Linked DNA regions of Mus musculus: region 1 is linked to region 2. The links are chromatin contacts, called in public Hi-C maps. All regions are on one chromosome and are shown on one strand. The core of a region is the stretch at or near the end of the contact, and the rest is flanking DNA. Distances in the headings are between cores, read along the strand shown.

Region 1 (5,732 bases), core at 1,372-3,871, 320 kb before region 2:
GTATTATGCAATAGGTTATAAGAGAAAAAAATCTGAGCTGTTTAGTTTACCTTGAAGGAGCCTCAATGTATTAAACTGTTGAAATTTGAACTAGGTGAATATATTTCTTTGTATACTTAGACTTCATGACCTATGTCTGTTCACCGATCTAGGATCAGGACTTAAAATACTTGAAGTCAATGTTTCTTAAACCTTCCAAATGCTGTGACCCTTTTAATACAGTTACTCATATTGTAGTGACCCCCCCCAAACCACAAAATTATTGCTGTTGCTGCTTCATAACTGTGATTTTGATACTGTCATGAATCATAACATAATTAGTTTTGGAGATAGAGGTTTGCCAAATGATTGCAACCCACAGGTTGAGAACCACCACACTAAGCGCTGTTCAAGTATTTGGGCTTTAAGAGACATAGTTACAATTTTTAGTTTATCAGGAGAATATGGCTCACAGCCTTCAACTAAACAGGCCTCATGGGAGCCCTTGGAGACTGAACTGGAAATCAGGGAGCCTGTTCTGGTCTGTGTCGGCATGTGTGAGGACATATAGGTCCTCGGCCTATACGTTATGGTTGGTGGTTGGTGGTTGGTTCTTTTTTGTTGTTGTTGTTGGTGTCTCTGACTCTTTCCCCTACTTGTGGGACACTTTCTTTCCTACTGGGTTGCCTTATCCAGCCCTGATATGAGGGTTTGTGCTTAGTCTTATTGCATCTTGTTATGTTGATTTCAGTTGATTTCCCTGGAAGACCTGTTCTTTTCTGAAGAAAAACAGAGCAAGAACAGATCTGGGGGACAGGAGAGGTATGCAGCAGGAGGCTAGCTAAGAGGAGAAGTATGTGACAAGGAGCAAGCTAAGAGGAGGAGCGGGAGGGGGAGCTGTGGTCAGGATCCATTGGAACCCCCCAAAAATTTTAAAAATTAGAAGTTTTGTTTTAATATAAATTATATTCTCAGGATAGTTGCCTTGTTGCTTTTATTAGCAACAGAATATAAAATTGTACTAGTTGACCAACCTGGTGACCATTCTTTTCATTAACACACCGTTAAAAACCTGTACTTGATGAAACTCAGGTAAATTTTTAGTATGTTTTTATTATTTTAAAACATATTAACTTTTATATTTTAAATGTTATTTTAGCTGTATGTATGTTTGCTTGCAAGTATGTGTGCACATTTAGCATATGCATGCCAGTGGCCCATAGAGGTCATGATCTCTGTGAAATCATGTCAGATCCTGTGAAATTGGAGTTACAGATGATTCTCAACCTCCAATGCAGGTGCTAGGAATCAAATCTGGATCCCCTGTAAGAGCAGTGGATGCTGTTAGTGGCTGAGAAACATGGGTCTCCTCTGGCGTGTGTTATTCTGCAGCACAAGCTGTATAAGATAACTGTAAAAAAATCATGCATTATACGATTTCCATTGTGGTGCAGTAATGAGTGAATATGCTGACTTTCAGCTGTTCCTTCACAACTAGTGAAAAAACATTTTGAAGAGCACTTTTCAAACCGAGGTGAGAGAGTTTTTACCAGACTCCTGTCAGTTCAACAGACATAGACCATTTCCAACATGAAGTCATAGCTCTCTAAAAAATAATTATTTTATTGAAATCCTCTGTGGAAGTAAGGGATTCTCGTTATTTCTAAGAGATTGATTTTTTTTTTTAAATCTCAGTCAAGTCCTAAATCCCTTTCGAGCATATTTATCCTTGAGTTCTGTGGATTTCCCAGACCCCATTTCCTTTAAAAATATTCTTCCTTTCTAAATTAGATTTTCTTGTTATGAGGAGAAACAGTTCTGTTTTACAATGGAAGGTTAGCCTGGGAACATTATTTTCCCACCTTCAGGTCAATAGGGTTATTTATTTATTTTGTAGAAAATTGAGGCTTCTTACTGGGGATGCGATAACTTTGAAGTTGCATAGACTGTAGCCTCATAATGGTTGTTTCCATAACACAGAAGGCGCACCCTGTGCTCTTCCGAGCTGCTGTAAACATCCTTGATGGTGGAGATCCGTGGAGCACATTTGTGTTACTTCTGTCTTTTGGCAATAGCGGCAGAGCAGATCCATCCCGTGCTTAACCTGCCCTCTTCATACTTCAGTTACCCTGCTTCAGTTAAACTGAGTTTTCAGCTTCTAAACTACAAAGAGCCTTGACTGAGAGCTCTTGGCATTCTCATATTCTCTCTCTCTCTCTCTCTCTCTCTCTCTCTCTCTCTCTCTCTCTCTCTCTCTCTCTCCACTTCAGTTTTCTTTCTTCTCTTTTTCCTTTGCATCCTATCTCTACCTCCCTCCCCTCCCTCTCTCCCTCTCTGCCTTCATCTCCCTTTCTCTGCTTCTTTCCCTTCAGTTTGGAATGAGTAGTTCTACATCGACAAGGACTGAATCAGTATACAAATTGCAGCTACACAGAGTTACGTGCATCTTCCAGCAAGTGATAAAACCCAATGTAGAATGTACAAGGGTTAGATACAGAGTTCCAGGAATCTACCTTCCCTTCATGTAGCATTTCTTCTCTGCGATTGCAGTGTTCTGATTTACACGTACATGTTCTAGGAGAAGAGCATCAGCAGATGAGGGACTAGAGGAGACATGTGGAATCTGTACCTAGAAACATGAGAACATTTGCCAGGACACTGACAAGCAGATGTGATATTCCAGGGTTGAAGAAGATAATGAGATGGATAGGATAGAAGGCTCAAAAGTGACTCATGCCAAGAAATGTAGCTAAGCAAAGCTGAGAACGGAATTTGGTTAAATCTTAATGAACTGGAGGCTGTTAAGATAACATTGCCATTAATCCTAAACAGGACAATCTCAGGGACCCCATTTTGTGAGGAACTTTACATTTCTTCTCTGTGGTGTAGCTAAACATACAGCTCTCTCACACTGTGGTCCCAAGATAGCTGCTTTCACCACAATATTTGCATTCTAACTAGTTAAGAAAGACAGGGCAGGTGACACATTTCTATTTTTTTTTCTAACCTTAGTGGGCAGCTGTGCGTCTTTCCTGGATACTGTCAACTAGAAGTGTGTCTTATCAGCATGCCTAGCTAAGAAGGAGACTGGAAAACCTCTGGGTGGACAGCTGTTTGCTGATTTATTTTGCAACCTTTTACATCCACAATTTAAAAAAGAACAGTATATGCATGTGAAAAAAAAAAAAGTGTTTTCTGCAAGAAATACCATGTACACTAACCAGTGAATAGTTTCATGAATTTAAGTATGGTTTTTATACATGCTGGAACTCCTACAATTTCAAACAGTCACCAAGGTCATCACTCAGGGCCCAGGCAAAGTGGTAGAAATTATATGCCTAAGATATGCATAAGTGCTAGGATTTTAAATTTAAGAATTTTTAGAAACAGGGTTGGGGATTTAGCACAGTGGTAGAACACTTGCCTAGCAAATGCAAGGCCCTGGATTCGGTCCTCAGCTCTGGAGGAAAAAAAAAAAAAATATATATATATATATATATATAAATCTTGTATTATAGCCTCTTATATTTATAATAAAAAAACAGAATTGAAACCATGAAGACTTGCACATAAACAGTTTGAAAACTCACAATTTGGAGTTTGTGAATCCCAAATTCATTTAAAATGTTGTCATAGCTTCTCCTCCTCCTCCTCCCCCTCCTCCTCTTCCTCCTCCTCCCCTCTCCTCCTCCTCCTCTTCCTCCTCCTCCTCTTCCTCCTCCTTTTCCTCCCCCTCCTCCTCTTCCTCCTTCTCCCCCTCCTCCTCCTCCTTTTCCTCCTTTCCCCCCTTATCCTCTTCTTTTTCTTCTCCTTATTCTTTAGTATTTCCTAGGATTGCTTCAATAGTATTACCTAATGCTCCACTGTGATCTTCTCTGACTGCCAAGTTCAATTTCTTATAATAATAAGCAATTTTAGCTTTGTAAATTATTCTTTTCTCATACAGTAATCCTGACTGCAGCCTCTCATCTCTCCACTCTTCCCAGCCCCCCAAACCCTTTCACAACTGCTCCATTTCTCCTCGGAAAAGAGTGTTCCTTCCAGGGATAATTGAACATGGCATAGCAAAATGCAATAAGATTCGGCATCAATCCTTAAATAAAGGCTGGGCAAGGCAGCCCATTAGGTGAAAAAGGTTCCAAGAGCAGGCAAGAGTCAAAGACTCCCTGCTCCCACTGCTGGGACCCCAAGCTAAGTAACCATGGCGCACATTCAGAAGACCTGGCATGGGGCTTTGTGACTACTAAACAAGCATTTTTCTTTTTTTTTTGTAGGTTAGCAGAATATTCTCAGGTTTTGACGATTATCATATGGTTTGGGTTTAGGTCTATCTTCACTGTATATTTCCTTATTCTTTTATATTTTAAAAGTTAAATTGATGAAGTGTGTACCAAGGAGCACTTTGGGGGGGTCCATTCTTTGCTCCTACAAATGTGGGTCTTTGAACTAAAGCCCAATCATCACCCTTAGCAGCTGGCATCTTCAACAGTTGAGCTGTCTCTCTACCTCCACTTCTTCCTCAGTGGACCAGTGGTGCTTGTCTCCTTACAGGGTCAAGAGCCTTGCCAGGACACAAGAGGCAAGCAATTTAAAATGATTTGCATCTATCTTCTCTGTTCTATTATTAGGGAAATCAAGCCTTAAATGATTGGGGCCGAAGAGGCTACTTTTCTGAAAATGATACATTTTCTCACATTCTATATCAGGTTAATATTTCTATAGTGTTTAGGGTAAATGGAGACCTAGTAAAATTCAGCAAATACTTCAGATGAAAGGTGGCTCCCCATTCCTGAGTACAGAAAGGGCACAATCTCAGGAACCCAGGTTCCTCTCTCTTACTGCCCAGTGATCGCCTAAGTTTTTACCCTACTTTGATGCTTGAAATTACCTTACGAACTTGATGCTGCCTTCCAGCCAGTGAGAAGGAGGAAAGGAAGAAGACTGAGGCAATGTCTTCCTGAAGTTGTAGCTACTGAAAATGGCCTGTGTCCTGTATGTTTGTGTTCTATTATCTACAGGATCATTAAGGAGAAGATTACTCATTCAGGGAGGCTGTGACACAAAGCCTTTAATTGTGATGTGCACAGATAGATAGTGATGTGCACAGATAGAGAGTTATTTGCACAGATAGTGATGTGCACGGATAGGATTTTCCTAATTATTTAAAAGTGGATATTTACTGTTAATTGTCAATCTGTTCTTAAGATAGCTTGAATAAATATTAATAACATATATATATGATACAAGCATAAACATGTTGTAAAAAAAAAAAAAAGTAACCAGGCAGGAGAAGTTCTAGCAAAATGTATTTTTCAACTTAAATTTAAACTTCTTAGATTGTCAGTTCTTAATATGTTTACTCTTGTGATTATGTAGATAAAAAGATTGTTGGCTTGCCATTGGAACAAGAAACAGCCATGCATTTCAAATCTCCTGATTGCAGCCTCTCCCTAAGTAATCCAGTCTATGTACCGATTACGCATAAGAACTTGATCAAATAAAAGGTTTGATTAAAATTACATAATAAGACCCTGCATATTTGTAAGGATACATCACAATTTTATCTGTATAACGTTTGGTATATCATCTGGATTGTGACCCAAGCTATTGGGAAATATTGTGTGTGCTTTTCCCTCTCCTGAGAGCTCAGCAACTCCATTTCAGAACTATTACTGAAGATCGAATTGATGTCAGCCAGGGAACTGTAATTTCCTGTCAGTTGGCCTTGAATTACTACATTGAGTTTTCAGGCA
Region 2 (5,844 bases), core at 1,666-4,165:
CTTATTTCTTAAACTCTAATATGTTTCCTTAGAAACTCCTGAAAGACATCATTTTTTTTTATTTTTCAGAAAAGGCAAAATAAATCACATTAACTTAGCACACATCTGCTTCCTGCCGAGAATGTGTGCTCTCATGGAGAGAGTCTGCTGTGTGCTGTGCTCAGGGGCAAGCACACCACCACACTTTCTGCTGGATCTCACCATCAGGATGTTAGCTTCAAAAAACCCACTGCTTATTATTTATTTACCATCATTAAAAAGCTAATTAAGATTTGATTATCTAATGGTCTTTTCTAATTGTGGGCTATCCCTGTTTGGAATTTGAGGCGAGCAACATATAATTTCTAAGAGAAGCAAGTGATTACTTTGTTTTGGAAATATTAGAAGTATTGTTATGGTAGGTTTTGAAATTAGCACCATTTTCAGTAATGTTTTTCAGATGCATTTAATGTGTTCAAAGGTTCAGGCTTGGGGCCGGAGAGATGGCTCAGTAGTTAAGAGCACTGACTACTCTTCCAGAGGATCTGAGTTCAATTCTAAGCAACCAACATGGTGGCTCACAACCATCTGTAATGAGATCCAATGCCCTCTTCTGGTGTGTCTGAAGACAGCTACAATGTACTCATATAAATAAAATAAATCTTAAAAAGAATGTTCAGGCTTTTCTATTTTTTCTACCTATTCTGGCTCCTTTAAAAGCCAGGGTTACTACCATCTTCCTCTAACCCTCATAAAAGCTACCCACAAAATCTCATTGTTCAGGAGATGTGTATATAGTTACAAGTTCCCAATACTTGTAAATAAAGGCTAGGAACTTGGACTAGTCAACAAACTGTAACTGTTATTCAACAAAAGTATATTAGAAAGTAATGCTTTTATTGAGTAGTGCAACTTAGGGTTGATTTAGGAAAAATGTTTTACATTTTAGATCTAAAGTCCTTTGCCTTGGAGATAACTCAGAACATCAAATATAAACAGGTGTAAGATCTTAGGAAATGGTGGGTTAAAATCATACATTGTTGAGAAGTTAATTTACAAAAAAAAAAGGCTATATCGCTTGACAAATGTAACACTGTATATGCAAATGTAATATTAATTGTACAAGCAAATAATGATGGACTGGTGTGAGTAAATATATATGGTGTGTGTGTGTGTGTGTGTGTGTGTGTGTGTGTGTGTGTGTGTGTGTATGGAGAAGGTAAGGACAGTTTCCATACTTGTTTGCTGCTAACTTCCCAAAAACTCCTCTTTGATTAGATAAAATCAGGCTCACAGGACTAAGTGGGATCTACACTGTGACTGACATGTGAGGATTAAATGGCTGGCTTTGGTGGCATGTCCTAGGACATAAGAGCAGCTGCAGCAGTGGGGTCCAAGCTCTCCCTGAGTCTCTTTGCCACTGAACTTGAAGTACAAGATTCTCCTCATTGGAACCTGAAGTGTCTTCCTTAGTTCAGCCTGGTGTTCCAATTACCTACTCTTCCAGAAGATGCAAGACCACGCACATGTCTTCGGATAATTTTATGACTCTGCAATTTCCCTTCATTGAAGGGAAAACAGATAGGCCCTTTCTGAGGCCATTTCTTAGAATAAAATTAATTGATATTATGAAGGTGCCTGAGAGCATCCAGGTTCATGTCTTTTATTAATACCTGATTTCAACTCCTCTACTTGGGGAATATTCTGCTTCATTGGTGGCTAGTGTATCTGAGTTTTGGGATCTGGGCATGCGTCTCTCTACCTACGTAAATTATTTCTGAACAGAATGCTATTTCTGCTCCCACCTCTGTTCATTACTGATGATAGCTATCCTGGCCAGCACCTCAACCTAAACTCCTGATAGCTATACTTCTCCGTGTGAGGATAATAGATGAGGGGTCTCCTGTTTTCACTTTGAATGCAGAATCATTCTGAGCTTCTGGAAATCCAAACACTGGTTTAAACTGGTTTTTGGTTGTTTTATTAATTTTACTAATTTTCTTTGACATCAGCGAGCTAGTATTTTTGAAGTCAGTTTCGAGTGCCTAAGAATGACACTACACTGAAGTGTGTATGGTGGCGTGTATGTGTTCTAGTTTGTCTGCACATGTACATATGTGCAGGGAAAAGCCACATGTTGATGCCACCTGTCTTCCTATGTCATTATTGATCTTATAACTTTGTTAAAGGGTACCTTCGATAAACCTAGAGCTCACTAGCATGGCTATACTGGCTGACCGATGAGCCACCCAGGATCCTTTTGTCTCTGTTCTTTGTCCCGGATTACAGAAATGTACTGTGTCGTGCCTTGCTTTAACGTATGGGCTGGCAATGCAAACGTAGTAAGTCCTCATCCTGGCAAAGCAAGCCTTCTTTACGCTGAGCTGTCTCTCCTGAACAACACAGTCAATTATAAAGACATATGAGAGGCCAATATCTGACTTTCTATCTGAATATATATTTTTTCCTTGGCACATATTAAGCAATACATCAAATATGAACAGAGATCAACTTCAGAATAAAGGCAGTGTGTGAAAATAAAACATTTTAGGTATCTCGAGAGTATCTTTCAACCCAAACAAGCCATTTTAGTATTTACATGAGCAATGGTTTAAAATATTTTTTTTAAAAAAATGGAATGCCTTGAAATAGCAATCTGAAAGTGTTCTGTGACTGTAGAATAGATATTAAAATGTAATTCGTAGATGCCACGTCCCATTGGTTACAATAGCGATGCTTCGCATTGCGTGATGGACTTTGCTTTTGCAGATGTTTCCCATTAAAGTTCATCCTCCCTGCGAGAGAGGCAGGGGAGATAAGCGTGTGATCCCCGCATTTGTGAGAAGGAAAATCCAGCCCTAGTAGTAAGTGGTGGGGCTGGGAGAGGAGCCGAGTGCTCCTGACTCCAGGCTCCAATCTTTCCACATCTGAAAACCTTCCGCAATTGAACTTCATTGTGGCGGGGGAGGGGCAGTGGGCAGACTGAGTGGGAGAAGCTAAGGGATTGGGGAAATGCACATGGGTTTAGGTCAGCTTCCCTGTCTCGGGAAAATATTTACCGCTTGTGTTTTCCATTTATGTTAAAATGTTTTAGCCTGTATTGCACATAGTTCTTGATAAGTTGTTTCACTCACTGGAAAAGAAAGTTCATAAAGCAAGATCGTTTTTAGAATAGTTTGGGGACTTGAACCTATACATGTCTAAAGGCAGTATGACACTTGATGAGGATAAGCCTGTCAGCTTTGTGCTTGTTTTTCATTTTTATTTTCCACTTCATGAAGTCGTTTGATTATCTCTTCACGATAATTTGTTAGGGGTTCATATGATTTCCTCAGCAGTCTGGCCATTGCGGTCCATTTAAAATGAAAGGATTTTAAGATGAAATTTGGAGGCTTTTCAGATGGCCATTAAGATGACGACTTTGAAGTCTGGGTGCTCTGTTGTGGTCCTGTGGTTCTCTCATTATGGGAGTTGAGTTCTGCCTGTTCAGGGTGACAAAGCCCTCAGCCACATCTACTATTATGATTGTCTTACTGGCACGTATACCTAGTGCCACCTCGTGGTTGGCTGCAGCTATAGCATGTAGCCAAAGAGAAAAGGGTAGCAGATACATTGTTTGACTTTAAAAAAATATTGTCAAGGTGACCTTAATAGAGACAAAGGCCAGAAGTCACCATGTGTAAGGTTTATATGTACGTATACATGTGTACACAGGTATGTATGTATGTATTTATGTGTATATATATGTATATTTGTGTGTGTTGTGTGTATATGCATAAATGTGTATATATGTATATATAATTATATATGTTTATGTATGTATATACATATATACATATGTACACGTATTCATATATACATATGCACATACATATTTGTATATATATGCATATTTTACATATATACATGTACACACATATGTATAGATATATCAATATATCTATATGGCTATACACACATACATAGATTATGTAAAACCTTCCAGATAATTTTTGGGTTCTGTTTGGCTGTTGTTTGTATAGAACTCATGGAGCAAGAAATAATTGAACATTTCAAGAAAGCCTGTACCTTAATGTCTCTTTTACCCCGAATTGTTTGTTCGCTGTTATTTGCTGTCAGGACAGGAATGGACAGAGCTGCTGAGTTCTGAGTTCTGATACTTTCGCTGTAGTTTATAACACAACAGGCAGGGCATTCTCAACTTCTAACTCCGGTGGTTCAAGACTAAGTGAATAAAAAGTATGATTCTTCCACATTCCAGTTGATAATAAACAAGTTAAGAACTTAATGAAGAAAAGAAGAGCTAGAAAGAAAAGGAAAGGATGTTATTTCTCTCTTGAGACAATCTACCAATTTTATCACCAATAATATGAAGGTCTTAAAACACAGGAATGAATGGTTTGCAAAGAACATCCCCATGCATCCTGTCGTGGGCTGGTGTTTTCTTGGACATACAAGAAGTAAGCTATGCTATTGTGAACTCCATGAACACAGAATAATGTGCCCTCTGTGTTGAGAGGTGCTTAACTCTTATAGTCTAATTGCTTTTAATTTGTGAAGTGTATTTATCCATGTAAGTATTTATAAACAGGAGCCCACTTTAGAACCCCGTGGAAGCCTCATGATTGTTTTCTGGCCCCACCATCCAGAGCCTGTGAGACAGTAGAACTGGGTATGTCTATAAAAGTTCATGCATGGAAGCTGGAAAGTTGGCTCAGCTGATAAGAGCACTGGCTACTCTTTCTGGAGGACCCAGGTTCAATTCCCAGCAGCCACAAGGTGGCACACTACTGCCTGCAACTCCAGTTCCAAAGGATCTGACACCCTCACACAGACATACAGACAGGAAAACATCAATCCACATAAAAATAAATAAATAGTTCCTTAAAAGTTCATACATGACTCAGGTGATGGTCTAGGGTCTAAATGTGACAAACACTGGCCTGTGCTAAAGAGTTCTGTCAATCAATTTATCACCAGAGTGAGGGATCACATACCCAAACCAGAGGTCGAAAATTCTCAATCAGCCAGCTTTACCCTCTTGAAACTTTGTGTTTCATCCAGAAGAACAACTTTTCCTTCTTTTGTTTATTTAATCGGTTTTTTTTTTACATTCCAGACTTTATTCGCCTCCCAGTCCACCTTCTGACTGTTCCACACCCATACCTTCTTCCCCCAGTCTCTGAAAGGATGTTTCACCGCTCCCCACCCCCCAATACCCCACCCCACCAGACCTCTCCACTCCCTGGGTTTCCAGTCTCTTGAGAGTTAGGTGCATATTCTCTGATTGAGACCAGACCCAGCAGTCCTCTACTGTATGTCTGTATGGGGGCCTCATATCAGCTGGTGTATACTGCCTGTTTGGTGGCTCAGTGTTGGAGAAATCTCAGGTCATGTCAGTTGAGACTACTGGTCCTCCTACAGGGTTGCCTTCCTCCTCAGCTTCTTCCAGCCGTCCCTAATTCCACCACAGGGGTCGCCAGTTTCTGTCCATTGGTTGGTTGCAAATAGCTGCATCTGACTCTTTCAGCTGCTTGTTGGGCCTTCCAGAGGGCAGTCCTGATAGGTCCCTGTTTATAAGCACACCACAACATCAGTAATAGTGTCAGGCCACAAGAACTTCTTACACATATTTTCTAGCATGTCATGTATTCTGTAGAGTGTTTTTCTTTTTAAACAACAACTTTAACTTTAATTTAGCTCTGTTATTAAATCCACTTATGAGCCAAGAACCAAAACAAGATTCATTTTATTTATTTTTAATTTTAATTTGTTTCTAGCCTTCTCTCCCACCTTGCATTCCAACCTCCATTCCCCCTACCCTCTGCTCCCCTCCTCCCTGTCTTCCCCCTACTTCTCTCCCCC

What was found. Hi-C and Micro-C count contacts between places; a contact is called where the count stands out from the background.
Region 1: a Hi-C map of the N1E-115 cell line shows a contact between it and region 2, with 3 times the contacts expected there. The contact joins two enhancer-like sites. A contact is called at or near these places in 2 of 484 Hi-C or Micro-C datasets (the N1E-115 cell line and tail fibroblasts).

What each region holds. Positions count from the first base shown.
Region 1 is chr10:110,234,015-110,239,746 of GRCm38.p6, reverse strand. It overlaps a transcript of Nav3 not described here. Among named protein-coding and RNA genes, the nearest start is that of Nav3, 240 kb to the right of the region's middle. Within about 2 kb of position 2,621, at least 7 of the 459 cell types and tissues checked have an H3K27ac peak or open chromatin away from gene starts, as enhancers often do. A contact at or near this core is called in the N1E-115 cell line, where this site is marked.
Region 2 is chr10:109,918,627-109,924,470 of GRCm38.p6, reverse strand. The region is part of intron 1 of Nav3 (neuron navigator 3); the gene reads left to right. Among named protein-coding and RNA genes, the nearest start is that of Nav3, 79 kb to the left of the region's middle. Within about 2 kb of position 2,915, at least 17 of the 459 cell types and tissues checked have an H3K27ac peak or open chromatin away from gene starts, as enhancers often do. A contact at or near this core is called in the N1E-115 cell line, where this site is marked.